Regions from separate parts of the Sus scrofa genome. Here region 2 is linked to region 1. Evidence: chromatin contacts called from public HiChIP or PLAC-seq data. All regions are on one chromosome and are shown on one strand. The core of a region is the stretch at or near the end of the contact, and the rest is flanking DNA. Distances in the headings are between cores, read along the strand shown.

Evidence for each region. HiChIP or PLAC-seq counts read pairs in DNA pulled down with a chosen protein or histone mark.
Region 2: an H3K27ac HiChIP or PLAC-seq map of alveolar macrophages shows a contact between it and region 1. The contact joins two enhancer-like sites. A contact is called at or near these places in 1 of 5 promoter capture datasets (liver), 6 of 47 Hi-C or Micro-C datasets (alveolar macrophages, embryonic fibroblasts, heart right ventricle and 2 more) and 1 of 2 datasets of contacts at active chromatin or transcription factors (alveolar macrophages).

What each region holds. Positions count from the first base shown.
Region 1 is chr3:117,874,977-117,882,509 of Sscrofa11.1, reverse strand. The region is part of intron 1 of PUM2 (pumilio homolog 2); the gene reads right to left. Among named protein-coding and RNA genes, the nearest start is that of PUM2, 21 kb to the right of the region's middle. Within about 2 kb of position 2,974, at least 1 of the 83 cell types and tissues checked has an H3K27ac peak or open chromatin away from gene starts, as enhancers often do. A contact at or near this core is called in alveolar macrophages, where this site is marked.
Region 2 is chr3:118,120,899-118,128,431 of Sscrofa11.1, reverse strand. No RefSeq gene overlaps it. Among named protein-coding and RNA genes, the nearest start is that of LAPTM4A, 27 kb to the left of the region's middle. Within about 2 kb of position 2,576, at least 12 of the 83 cell types and tissues checked have an H3K27ac peak or open chromatin away from gene starts, as enhancers often do. A contact at or near this core is called in alveolar macrophages, where this site is marked.

The DNA.
Region 1 (7,533 bases), core at 1,725-4,224:
TTATCAATTTTGTTGATCTTTCCAAAGAACCAGCTTTTAGTTTCACTGAGCTTTTCTATGGTTTTCTTCATTTCTATTTCATTTATTTCCACTCTGATCTTTATGATTTCTTTCCTTCTGCTAACTTTAGGTCTTGTCTGTTCTTCTTTCTCTAGCTGCTTCAGATGTAAAGCTGGTTTGTTTATTTGAGCTTTTTCTTGTTTCCTGAGGTAGGCTTGTATTGCTATAAAATTCCCTCTTAGGAGTTCCCACCGTGGTGCAGTGGTTAACAAATCTGACTAGGAACCATGAGGTTGCAGGTTCGGTCCCTGGCCTTGCTCAGTGGATTAAGGATCTTGCGTTGCCATGAGCTGTGGTGTAGGTTGCAGATGCAGTTCGGATCCAGTGTTGCTGTGGCTCTGGCGTAGGCGGGCGGCTACAGCTCCAATTTGACCCCTAGCCTGGGAACCTCCATATGCTGCGGGAGCGGCCCTAGAAAAGGCAAAATGACCAAAAAAAAAAAAAAAAAAAAAAGGAAGAAAGAAAGAAAGAAAAAAAATAATAAAATTCCCTCTTAGAATCGCTTTTGCTGCATCCCATAGGTTTTAGAGTGTCATATCTTTGTTGACATTTGCTTCTAGGTATTTTTTAATTTCCTCTTTGATTTCTTCAGTGACCCACTGGTAGTTTAGTAGCATGTTGTTTAGTCTCCATGTGTTTGTGTTTTTTTGCAGTTTTCTTCTTGTGGTTGATTTCCAGTCGTATAGTGCTGTAGTCAGAAAAGATGCATGATATGACTTCAATTTTCTTCAAGTTACTGAATCTTGATTTGTGGCTCAGAATGTGATCAATCCTAGAGAATGTTCTGTGTGCACTTGAGAAGAATGTGTATTCTCCTTTTGGATGAAATGTCCTATAAATATCTATTAGATCCATCTGGTCTAATGCTTCATTTAGAGTCTGTGTTTCCTGGTTGATTTTCTATCTGGAGGCTCCATCCACTGCTGTAAGTGGGGTATTAAAGTCCCCTGTCATTATTGTGTTATTGTCAATTTCTCCTTTTAAGGTTGTTAGCAGTTGCCTTATATATTGAGGTGATCTTATGTTGGGTGCATATATATTTACAATTGCTGTATCTTCTTGGATTGATCCTTTCTTTGATCATTTATGTAATGTCCTTTGTCTTTTATAACATTCTTTCTTTTAAGGTCTATTTTGTCTGATATGAGTATTGCTACTCCAGCTTTCTTTTGATTCCCATTTTTATGGAATATTTTCTTCAATCCTCTCACTTTCAGTTTGGAAGACAACATATATATGGATCTTGTTTTTGTATCCATTCATCCAGTCTATGTCTTTTGGTTGGGACATTTAGTCCATCCACATGTAAGGTAATTATTGATATGTATGTTCTTATTGCCATTTTATTTAGCCAAGACATGGAAACAACCTAAATGTCTATCAACAGAGGAGTGGATAAAGAAGATGTGGTACGTACATAATGGAATACTACTCAGCCATACAAAAGAACGACATAATTCCATTTGCAGCAACATGGATAGAACTAGAGACTCTCATACTAAGTGAAGTAAGTTAGAAAGAGAAAGACAAATACCATATATCACTTATATCTGGAATCTAATATACGACACAAATGAACCTTTCCACTGAAAAGAAAATCATACACTTGGAGCACAGACTTGTGGTTGTCGAGGAGGAAGGCGAGGAAGTGAGATGGACTGGGAACTTGGGGTTAATAGATGCAAACTATTGCCTTTGGAATGGATAAGCAATGAGATCCTGCTGTATAGCACTGGGAACTATATCTAGTCACTTATGATGGAGCATGATAATGTGAGAAAAAAGAATGTATATATATATGTATGTGTGACTGGGTCACCTTGCTGTACAGTAGAAAACTGACAGAACACTGTAAACAAGCTATAATAGAAAAAAATAAAAATAATTAAAATTGAAAAAAGAAATTATCATGCTAAGTGAAATCAGTCAGACAGTTAGATATAAACATCAACTGCTATCATTTACATGCAGAATCAAAAAAAGGATACAGTGAACTTCTTTGCAGAACAGATAATGACTCACAGACTTTGAAAAACTTGTGGTTTCCAAATAAGACAGGTTGAGGGGGCAGGGGATGTGCTGGGGGTTTGGGATAAAAATGCTATAAAATTTGGTTGTGATGATCACTGTACAACTATAAATGTAATAAAATTCATTGAGTAATTTAAAAAAAGAAATACAAACTACCATGTATAAAATAGGTAAGCAACAAGGATACACTGTACTTATAACACAGAGAATTATAGCCATTATTTTGTAATAACTTTCAATGGAGTTAAATCTGTAAAAATAATGAATCACTATGCTGTACACCTGAAATTAATACTGCAAATCAATCATATTCCAATTAAAAAGAAGAATAATCCTTTTCCCTTCTCAAACTAAAGCAGATTTTTCTAAGCATTTCTAACAGTTTAAATTGCTTTTTACCTTTCATATGACAATTAATACCTTCTTGAGTGAGAGGCTCTTTGCCTCCTAGTGTTAAGTACTGCTGGAGAAAACCATTCAAAACTGAAGCCACTAGGAGTTCCCGTCGTGGCGCAGTGGTTAATGAATCTGACTAGGAACCAGGACGTTGTGGGTTCGATCCCTGGCCTTGCTCAGTGGGTTAAGGATCCAGTGTTGCTGTGCACTGCTGTGAAGGTTGCAGATGCAGCTTGGATCCCACGTTGCTGTGGCTCTGGAGTAGGCCGATAGCTACAGCTCGGATTAGACCCCTAGCCTGGGAACCTCCATATGCCGCGGAAGGGGCTCAAGAAAAGGCAAAAAGACAAAACAAAACAAAACAAAAAAAACGAAGCCACTAAATTCACTGCCTTCAAATTCAGGGACCTTACCATATAATCCCATTTATTCTCTTCCCCAGTCAGTTCTCTATCCTTCCCCCCCTCTCTCCTTCTCTCTCCAGTTGCATAATACTTGATACTACAAAGCACTCCTCCCTTCCTGTAATATTGCTCAGTTAGCTAGGCTTTCTCTTACAATTCTTTTTACTCTCCTATGTGTCTAGTTGCTTCTTCACTTACTCCTATCTTCCACTCAAATCTTAAATGCTAGTGTTTCTTAGAATACCATCATTTATCCCAAGAAATCTCATTCATTCCCCAGTGCTTTGAGGACTGCATAATGCTTAGGACCTCACGCCCACATTTGTATTTATAAACCAAATCTCTCTCCTCTTCAAATTTCCGATTATCGCCTTCCTCACATTCCCTGAAGATACCACAGGAAATTTCAACCTTACTCTTTTTTATTGTCCACTTATAACTTAATTCTTCCCTTTCTTATGTCAACCTCCTACCTCTCAAATCTATCCATTTTCCACTTGTTTGGTTGATCAGACCACCATCATCTCTAACCTAAAATACTGCAATCCTCTATCTCCCCATCCTACAATCTAATTTCCAAAATGTAACACATCTCTTTCCTAAACTGTACTCTGGTCATATGATTCCTGTATTTTAATCCTTGACTCAAAGTTCAAACTCCTTAATGTGGCTTCAGGAGGACAGAATTGTATTCAAATTATAATTCTGGTAGCTAGTAGTTCTATAACTCTGGACAACTAACCTACATTATTTTTCCTCTATTTCCTCATGGGAAGATAGCAGTAGCAGCTTCCACATGATATGCCATGAAAACTGAATTATATAACATAAAACACTTAAACAGTGCTGGGTAAATAAACATTAAAAAAATAGCTATTAGAAAAAGCTCTTGGGAGTTCCCTGGTAGCTCATCAGGTTAAAGACACAATGTTGTCACTGCTGTGTTATGGTTTAATCTCTGGCCTGGGAACTTCCACATGCCACAGGTACAGCCAAAAAAGGGGGGAGGGGAGGAAAGGAAAAGAAAGGAAAGAACTCTTCAACTGTTTCATCAAATGGTACCTGAACAATTAGATGTCCATATGCAAAAAAAGAACCTCAATACACACCTTGATATAAAAATTAACTCAAATTCATCATACAGATAAAGGTACTCAACATTATCAACCTAAAAAAAACAGAAAAGTTTTGTGTGACTTTGTGTTTAGTAATGAGGGTCGTTTTTTTTTTGGCCATGCCCTTAGCATGTAAAAGTTCTCAAGTCATGGCAGTGACAAAGCCGAATCCTTACTGCTAGGCTACCAGGGAACTAATTTGGTAATGAGTTTATTTTTTTTATTGTTATTTTTTGCCTTTTTTTAGGGTGGCACCAGCGGCATATGGAGGTTCCTGGGCTAGGGGTTCTAATCAGAGCTACAACTGCTGGCCTACACCACAGCCACAGCAACGTCAGATCCGAGCCACATCTACAACCTACACCACAGCTCATGGCAACACCAGATCCTTAACCCACGGAGTGAGGCCAGGGATCAAACCCGCAACCTCATGGTTCCTAGTCGGATTCGTTTCCACTGAGCCACGATGGGAACTCCAGTAATGAGTTTCTTAATCAACATCAAAAGCAGAGTCCATAAAGAAAAACTGAAGTCTAAAAATTTGACTTTAATAACAAAAACAAGCTCTACAAAAGATACTGATAAGAGAAAGGAAAGGCAAACCACAGGAGAAAAGTATTTGTAAATCACATCAGATACAGGATTTGTACCTAGAATATATCAAAAGCTCTTAAAAACAATAAGAGAATAATCAACCCACTTTAAAAATGGGCCAAAGGTCTAAACAAATACTACATCAAAAAAGATACACAGGAGAACCCATGGGTTCAATCCCCTGCCCAGCACAGTGGGTTAGTAAGTATCCAGCATTGCTGCAACTGCAGCTTAGGTGGCTGGCCACTACAGCTCAGATCTGATCCCTGGGAAGTCCATATGTAGCAGGGTGGCCAAAAAACACCCCCCCAAGATATATGGAAGATATATGGATAGTAAATAAGCTATTCTTTTCTCTTAACTTGCTAGAAAAGCTGGATTCATTAACAATTCTCACAAAGTGAGGGAACATTCATCTTTCCATTAATTCGGTAAGCTTTTACTAAGCAACTTCAATGTGAAAGATTTTGTAGAGAAAAAAATGAATTAAAGTATATAGTTACTGTTCTAGTCAATCTCATACATTTCCTTGTAATTGGAGAAGTAGTTCCTATCAGACCAAACCCTCCTGCAGGTAACCATAAACTTGGGACAAAATATAAAATGAAGGCAATGGAAAACAAACTGTACATAAATTCTATACTAAATTCTGCTCAGATTTTTAAACAATCCATGAACTGTATACATGTGGGGTTGACTCCAAGCGGCCCAATTATGGCTAAAAGGACTAAGTAGAAATGTCTGCAGCTGACCTCCACAAAAGTTACAGGAATTTGGAGTTTGAGTTCCATGAGAACAAAAAACAAACAAAAGAAATAATATTCCCCATAGGAACATAAACAGAATCTATAGAGTATTTTCAATGTATTAATAATAAAGACTGGAACACAATTGAAATTACCAGACATGTGGAAACAGGAAAGTCTGACCTAGATTAAAGGGGGAAAAAAAAATCAATGAATAAAAGACCAATCCCAAGATGACCCAGGTTAGAAGTAGCAAAGATCTTCAAGCAGCTATTATAACTGTGCTCAAAGATGAAAGGAAAAACTTGCTAAAAAGTGAAAAAAATAAAAATTTCAGCAAGGAAAAAAAGCAAAACTATAAATAACAGAGTTCTAAAACTGAAAAATATCTTTAAAAATTCCCACCGGATGCATTTAACAGTAAGTTGGAGGTAAAACAAATCTGAACACAGACCAATACTGATTTCCAATCTGATCTGATCCCTGGGAAGTCCGTATGTCACAGGGTGGCCAACCCCCGCCCCCACGATATATGGATAGCAAATAAGCTATTCTTTTCTCTTAACTTGCTAGAAAAGTTAGTGGAGGGAAGGAAAGAGAAAGAATGAGGTAGAAAAATTATCTGAAGAAACAATGGCCAGAAATTCCCCTTAACTTGATGAAAGCAAGATTTACAGGTTCAAGATGCTCAGTGAACCCCAGGCAAGATAAAAAAGGAAAAACAAAACCAAAACCCCACATATCATAATGAAAGAGCTGAAAACCAAAGAGAAAATCCTGAAAACAGCTCAAGGAAAAACATTACAAAAAGGGGAAGTTCCTGTTGTGGCGCAGTGGTTAAAAAATCCGACTAGGAATCATGGGGTTGCAGGTTCAATCCCTGGCCTTGCTCGGTGGGTTAAGGATCTGGCATTGCCGTGAGCTGCGGTGTGGGTCGAAGACTCAGCTTGGATCCCACATTGCTGTGGCTCTGGCGTAGGTTGGCAGCAGCAGCTCCAATTCAACCCCCAGCCTAGGAACTTACATATGCTATGCATATGGCCCTAAAAAGACCAAAAAAAAAAAAAAAAAAAAAAAAAAGATGCAGCAACATGGATGCAAACTAGAGATTCTCATACTAAGTGAAGTCAGGAAGAGACAAATACCATATGAGACCACTTATCTGTGGAATCTAAAATATCGTAGGGGGTTCCCGTTGTGGCTCAGTGGTTAACGAAATCCCAACTAAGAACAGTGAGGTTGTGGGATCGAATCCCGGCCTTGCTCAGTGGCTTAAGGATCCGCATTGCCGTGAGCTGTGGTGTAGGTCGCTGACGTGGCTCAGATCCCGAGTTGCTATGGCTCTGGTGTAGGCTGGTGGCTACAGCTCCGATTGGACCCCTAGCCTGGGAACCTCCATATGCCGAAGGAAATGCCCTAGAAAAGGCAAAAAAATAAAAAAAAATAATAAAATAATAAAATAAAATATGGTACAAGTAAATCTATTTACAAAACAGAAATAGACTCACAGAGAACAGAGAGGTGGAGGGAGGGAGTGGGATGGACGCCTCCAGTCTGTTGGGATAGACCACCATGGAAGATGATGCAAGAAAGGGAATGTATATACATGAATGACTGGGCCACTTTGCTATATAGCAGAAATTGGCACAACATTGTAAAGTAAATATACTTTAATAAAAAAATTAAAAATTAAAGAAAAAATTCTTAGGCTAAAGACAAATGATACCAGACAGAAGCTCAGATCAGAAAGCACCAGAAGTACAAAGGACTATTTTTCCCCCTTAATTTCTTCAAAATACATATGGCTATTTAAAGCAATAATTTAATTGTGGGTTTAATAACATATAAACCAATTTACATGCATATCCAATACCTACTAGAGTAAATATCCTTAGCCATACCATTACAGATTTAAAGCAAAACCTAGTTTGAGATCAAAATATTCTTTTATCACACAGGATACTCAAGTCAGCCATCTATATTCATGGATTCCACACATGTGCAGGTTTCACCAACCAGAAATAAAAAATATTAAAAAAAAAAAAAGATCCGAAAAGAAAAATTAAATTCCCTGAGGGCTGGCAACCATTTACATAGCATTTACATTGTATTAAGTATTATAAGTAATCTAGAGATAAGTAATCTGGAGGTGATTTAGTTATACCCTAGTACACAGAGATTATATGC
Region 2 (7,533 bases), core at 1,327-3,826, 250 kb before region 1:
ATGAAGCATGTTTATCGAAGATCCCACCAGACACTTGAAATGGGTCCAGGATGACCCACTTCAGAGAGAGGGTTGGGTGTGGAGGGCTATTTCAGCTGTGGTCAGTGGGACCCCCGCCAGCCCTCCAGCAGTGGGACTCCCTACAGCCTCACATAGCTGCCCTCAGAGCTGTGGCCACCTGAAACCCTGAGCTTAGGTCCTCTGGCCCCTGACATGTGGCCACAATGAGACAGCTTGTTGCTAGAACAACCAAACAGAGAGAACTCATAAGATCTCTGTGACATGGCTCAAGTCCACTTCGCAACAGATGTAAAAGTATGCTGCCATGGACACCAGCCTCAGAAGTGTCCTCAAAACACCCTGGGTTCCCTCGGTGGCCTATATGACTCCGTATTTCTTGAGTTTTTGGAAACACTTTCTCCATTCGCCACAGGGTCCCAAATGAATCCACACCACAACTCAGACTTGCGAAGAAAATAACTCAAAATTATGTATAGGAGTTCCCTTGTGGCTCAGCTTGTTAAGGATCCAGCTTTGGCATTGCTGTAGCTCTGGTTGCAGCTGTGGCTCGGGTTCGATCCCTGGCCCAGGAACTTCTGCATGCCACGAGCATGATCAAAATAAATAAATACATAAAATATTGTACAGGGTAGATCCAATCCTCCCAGTAAGCTACCCTCCACAGAAAAGCAAAATGCCTTTTGTCCATTCCAGAGACCTGATGCTGATGCATTAGTTTATTTTTTAAATTTAATTTTATTTTTAGGCCACGCCCACAGCTTGCAGAAGTTCCTGAGCCAGGGATAGAACCCATGGCACAGCAATGACAATATCAGATCCTTAACCTGCCAGGGAACTCCATCTGGTGCGTTAGTTTAAAGTATTCCTCTAGGAGTTCCCATCGTGGCTCAGCGGTAACGAACCCAACTAGTATCCATGAAGCCTCAGGTTTGATCCCTGGCCTCGCTCAGTGGGTTAAGGATCTGGTGTTGCTGTGAGCTGTGGTGAAGTCCGCAGATTCGGCTCAGATCCCACGTTGCTGTGGCTGTGGTGTAGGCCAGCAGCTACTGCTCCGATTCAACCCCTGGGGTGGGAACCTCCATATGCTTCGGGTGCGGACCTAAAAAGACCACACACACAAAAAAATCATTCCTCTAGATGATGTCACTTGGGCAGCTTATTCTCAGCTTTCCAGCCCCATCTCCTCCCTCTCTGCGGAAGGGCACCTGGGATATGAATGTGGGTGGGTCTCTGGCTTGTGTGCCCCTGGCAGAAGAACAGCCCTTCTGATCTGCAAGTTGGTTCCATCCTCCTTGGACTCCCCTGATTTACCTCTGTCCTGGCCTGACCTGGCTCCATTGCAGTTAGAGAGATGTGGGCCTGGGCAGCCTGGAGGTCTGAGTCGGGAGGGGCCTGGCCTTCGTGTGGCCAGGGCTGCTGACGGTGTTTATTTTGCAAAGCCCAGACGAGGCCTGTGCTGGGTGGCCTGTGATGGAGCCACACCCATCCTGACGTCAAACCAGGAGTCAGCTGGCCCAGCCACGACTCAGGGTCCTCAGAAGCCCCACTGTCTCCTGGGAGCAGGGGTGTCTGCCCTTCACCTCTTCCTCTTTCATAATCCACCTTAGAAGTCCTGGGCTTCTGGCCCAGGACATCCCAGAATGGGTGGGTGGGCAGTGACCCTGGTTCTGCCAGACTGTGGAGGAGCAGTCCTGACTATCCTGAGGGGCAGAAGGTGCCAGAGGGCTGCAGGAGGGCCCGGCAGATATCCAGCAGGGAGATGCCCCAGCCTCAGCTCCCAGTCCTGGATCACGTCATAAATAGATAACGCTTATACTTAATGCATCAGCAAAGCTGGATCACATGCACAAAAAAAGATGGGGGGAGTGGGATTGAGAGCTGGAGAAAAATCACCCAGAGGGTTCTGCTGACTCTGCTGTTCTTCACACTTAGGACTCGGGGCTTCTCGAGGTCTGGATCTGGCCCCTCATCAAGGGCTTGCCCCTCCCAGAAGCTTAACTCAGAGAAAGAGCTCTCTCTTGCTAATTCTGTGACCTTTGTCAGCTGGTGAAGACAGCCTAACTCCTGCTCCTTTGATGCTTCCCAGCCCTGCCCTCTGCCAGGCCCTGGGCTGATGCCGAGATGACAGGCTTCCTGGCCTCAAGGGCCCACAGTCTCACAGAGGAGACAGATATATACAACAAAGGACACTTACAAATAATTTTTTTTTTTTTTGCCGCATGTGGAAGTTCCAGGGCCAGGGATCGAATCCACGCCACCCCTGCTTCCTGTGCCACAGCTGCAGCAAGGCTGGATCCTTAACCCACCACATCACAATGGAACTTTCAGTAATTCCTATTTTTGAAATGCCTTCTAATTGCAAAAATTTGACATACAAATTCTTCCCAACGACCCTGGGGGTGAGTATATCTGCAGGTTACCCATGGGAGCCTGAAGCTCAGGGCAGTGAGGGCCACCCAGCCCGTGAGCACCAGGGCCCAGGCTCTCATCTACCGCTCAGGACTGCCCCCCGCCTCCAGCCAAATGCTTCCTCTGTCGTCATGAAGGGCTCCTCCCAGACATGCAGGCCTCTGCGGAGGCTGAGTCTGTTAGGCTGTTTTTCTCAGGCACCGGCCCAGTAGGCCCAGCCCATGCAGCTAACCAGCTTCTTGACTGACCTGAGGGTCCCTTGGGTCCTGTGTGCCTCATGCACCTGCACGTCGGCTCTGGCCTGGCAAAGCCTTGCCCACAGTGAGGAGCAGGGCCTGTGCTGCCGCCACTCCCAGGACCTCTGCAAGACGGCTTGGGCGTGGGTCAGAAACCGTAGGAAATGAAAGACCTCTTGAAAGTGTTTGATGAAACGTCCGGTGCGGGAGTTCCAGTCATGCCTCAGCAGTAACAAACCCGACTAGTACGCAAGAGGATGGGGGTTTGGTCCCGGCCTTGCTCGGTGGGTGGAGGATCTGGCGTTGCCATGAGCTGGGGTGTAGGTCACAGATGCGGCTTGGATCCTGTGTTGCGGTGGCTGTGGTGCAGGCCAGCAGCTACAGCTCTGATTCAACCCCTAGCCTGGGAACTTCCATATGCCTTGGGTACAGCCCTAAAAAGACAAAAAAAAAAAAAAAAAAGAAAAGAAAAGAAAAAAGCTCCAGCACAGCCTGTGGGCAGGATTAGGGGGATTTCAGTGGGGTTGCCAGATTTAGCACATAAAAACACAGGATGCCCAGTTAAATCTGAATTTCATTTAAACAATGAATAATTTTTTTTTAGGATGAATACTTAAAGTATAATATTAATATAACATTATACTCAAAAAGTGTTTGTTATGTAAGCAGATGGGGTAGGGGGGCCTTGGAGAAAGAGAACTAAGCATCCCCCCCCCACTTTTTTTGGCTGTGCCCATGGTATGCAGAAGTTCCAGGGCCAGAGTCCAAACCCATGCCACAGCAGTGACTGGGGCCCCTGCAGTGACAACGCCAAACCGTCAATGTGCTGCGCCACCAGGGGAACGCCCCAGGCCTCACTTCCTTGATGGAAGAGAAGCCAGGCGGGGCCTGAGCCATTCTGTGATCTAAGCCTGGCCAGGGTGCTGATCCTTGAACAGGCCTCAGTAAGGATCTTAAGAGAATAAAGGGAAAAACATATCAGGCAAGAGAGGTAAGATAGCAAAGATCAAAATCATCAGCCGTAAAGACTCTCCGTTCTATTTCAACGGTAAAGACTCGCCTAAAGCCCAGTCCTGAATTTAAGTCCCTTTTGGATGTTCAACCACCAGATCAACGGGAATCTAAGGGATGATGCTGTTGGCCTTTCCTGGCTTTCAAGCAACCTAAGCTTGAGCTCTGCCTGCCGCCCCGAGCCCCTCATGAATATGCAAGTACCCTTGGCTTAAAATGTATCTAATTTTGCCATTTGGGAATGCCCTGCAAGTAATAATAAATCCTGCCTATGTGACTTGCTGCGAGTAATAGTACATCCTGCCTCTCCTGATCCAAGAAGTGAGGCCCATGATCTGCAGCTTTCAAGGAGCAGTTAGTACCTGAAATGAAAAGCTAAAGGAACATCTTTTTTTTTTTTTTTTTTTTTTTCTTGGTCTTTTTGTCTTTTTGCCTTTTCTAGGGCCGCTCCCTCTGCACGTGGAGGTTCCCAGGCTAGGGGTCGAATCGGAGTCATAGCCCCTGGCCTATGCCAGAGCCACAGCAACGTGGGATCTGAGCTGCGTCTGCAACCTACACCACAGCTCATGGCAATGCCAGATCCTTAACCCACTGAGCAAGGCCAGGGATTGAACTCACAACCTCATGTTTCCTAGTCGGATTCTGCACCATGACGGGAACTCCTTTTTTTTTTTTTTTTTTTTTAAATACAAAGTTAAGGACATCCAAGAAGTAGCTACGTTGGGCAGCTGGGCTGGGAGTGTGATGGGAGGGAAATGCCCCCCAGGAACCTGGTGGAGTGGGAGGTCCCCAGAGGCAGAGCCAGCCCAGCCCCCAGCTCAGCAAGGCCAGAGGGAATGGGCAGAGAGGGTGGAGGGGAGAGAAGTAAATAATCTCATTCCTTCCCCAACCCCTAGTCCTGCTGCACCCCGCTTTAAGGAAGGACTCCCTTGATGCAGCCCTCTGCAGGACTTCAGCACAGAGCAGGGCAGAGAATGGATGGGCAGAGAGACAAACGGAAAATATCCAGCCCAGCTCACATACAGATGTCTCCCCCTCCTCACGGCACCCTTAGGTGGTTCCGATTAAACATAGGACTCGCCCCCTCGTCTAGGACCTACCATGGCTCCCACTGCCTAAAGCACCAAGTTTAATCTCTTTAGCATTTAAGGGGTCTTCCCCCCAAGGAATTCGCGATGTGACTCAGCAGGTTAAGAACCCAACATAGTGTCCGTGAGGATGTGGGTTTGATTCCTGGCCACTCAGGGGGTTAAGGATCCCATGTTGTGTGATCTTCGGTGTAGGTGGCAGACAGTGTAGGTGGCAGACATGGCTTGGTTCAGGGTAGGCCAGGAGCTGTAGCTCCAATTGGACCCCTAGCCCAGGAATTTCCATATGCCATAGATGTGGCACTAAAAATAAAAGATAAAAAAAAAAAAAAGACCCTTTCCCCTTTAATCCCTGAGACCTACCCTTTGCTCCGAACAGTCTCACCCACTTAGGGGCCAGACAGGAAAGTCTTGGCCAGGGGAAAAGACAAACTTAAAGAAGGCATTTCTTTCCTTTTCTTTTTTTTTTTTTTTTTTTTTGCTTTTTAGGGCCAGGTTCCCAGACTAGAAGTCAAATCAGAGATGCAGCTGCCGGCCACAGCCACAGTTATAGCAATGAAAGATCCGAGCCATGTCTGTGACCTACACCACAGCTCACGGCAACGCCGGATCCTTATCCCACTGAGCAGGACCAGGGATCAAACCCGTGTCCTTATGGATACTAGTTGGGTTCTTAACCAGCTGAGCCACAACAGGGACTCCCTCCCTGGTCTTTAAGGTCCAACCGAGACTGAGAGTACTAATGGCCTGAACCTAGCCAGAAACCAGACTGGGACTTGAACCCACTCTAAACCCGGATTGGGACTTGAATCTGTGGTTTTAAATTAGAATTACTCCCCCGGTGTCTGGACTCACTGAGGTTCAGGTTCGTTACGCCTCCGCACAGAAGGAATTCAGCAAGAGACAAGGTGATAGGCAAGAAATAGATTTATTAAGCTAGGACGCTTATGAGAGATGCAAGCAGGCAGACAAGAAGGCTCTGCCCCAGGGATCAGGTGGGCTACAGTTTGATCCTTCAAGAGGAGCAGGGGTGGGAAGACAGCTTCTTCCTTTTTGGGAATCGTAGCTCCTCCTTGGTATCGGTAAGGTATGTGTTCAAATCAGCTGAAGGACAAGCCTTACACTGGTCTCCGTCCCGAACCTGAATGCAGGCCTCACTCCATCCCCCACCCAAAGACCTGAGGTCAATCTCACGCCTCCGCGCGTCTAGCAAGCCTGCCTTGTGCTGATGGCTTTCTTGAGCACTTATGAACTTAGGGTGATCCCCCCAAGTCCCCTAGGTTTCCCTCTCCATCTATGATCCTTTATTGGGACTGCCACAGCCACCTGTGCCTACTCCGTCGCTATCACAACCAGTCTCTGCCAGGAAGCCAGCCATGGCTGTGCGGCCTGCACTTGGACAGGGAGCTACGGCTCCCTCCGTTTCATCACAGGCTCTGTCCTACAGACTTGCTGCCGTCTCTGTGTTCCTTTTCCCCAACCCAGAGTAAAAGTTCCTGTTCTAAGGGTTCCCTGAGAAATTGCTGGGAATATAAACACACCGATTTTCTCTTAAATTGTATCCTTTGATTATAGTTCAACAATGTAATCATAGTTATTAAATAACTAAAGATCTGCCTAATTTGGTACTTGTGGTATAATGGGGAGAAAAAAAACAAAAACACAGACTTTGCAATCAGATAACCTGGGTTTGCTTACATTTTCTTTCACTAAATTGTTGCTGATTTTCCTCTGGTGAAAGAAATTTTTATTGCAGCTGGCAGTCACACAGGATCAGGGATCGGTGTCCTGTCCTGGTAGAATGAGGACTTTTCTGAAGGATGTTTAAACTCTTGCTTTCCTCACCATTTCTGGGATGTGATAGCATTTAAACAAGATGAACTTTGCAACATAAAGTTTAATTTTGTAATGAAAACCAAGATTACCAAACACGGTTTTTATTTATTTATTTATTTTCTTACAAGGACTTGTTGATTTAAACGATTTTTATGGTGCTTTTTCCGAGGGAGAAAGAGTTTTCTCTAGCCTTTGCTTTTCTTACCTACGCTGAAGCTTTTTTTTTGGTTTTGGTTTTGGTTTGGTTTGGTTTTTCTTTTTAGGTCCATACCTGTAGCATATGGAAGGAAGTTCCCCGGGCCAGGGGTCAGATCCAAGCCACATCTATGACCTACACCACAGCTCATGGCAACATCAGATCCTTAACCCACTGAGGAAGGCCGGGGATCAAACCTGAAACCTCGTGGATACTAGTTAGGTTCTTACCCCACTGAGCCACAACAGGAACTCCTAGCTTTTGCCTTTCTTAACATGGGGGTCCCTGGATGAGTTTCAAAGCATCTGCCCATTCATCTTACCCACCCCCAGACCCGTCTCCACTTTGAGTGGCCTGCTGCACCACACACACAGCAGACCACCAGCCTGGGGAGGAGTTAAATGCACAGAGTTTATTGACAATATATATTTATTTATATCAACTATTAATTTATGCTTGCTGATGGTATGGCTTGTATAAAATTTTTTGAATTGCTTTTTTGGAAACAATTATTTTACTTCAAAACAACATTATGCAATTATCTGTTAGCAAGGATGTGGTCTCTGTCTCTTTTTTAAAAGTTGCAGGAGGTCTGGGAGTTTCTTTGTGGCACAGCAGGTTAAGGATCCAGTGTGGTCACCACAGCGCCTTGGGTTGCTGCTGTGGTGTAGGTTTCATCCCTGTCCCCAGAACTTCCATTTGCTGCGAGTGCAGCTTAAAAAAGAAAAAGAATAAG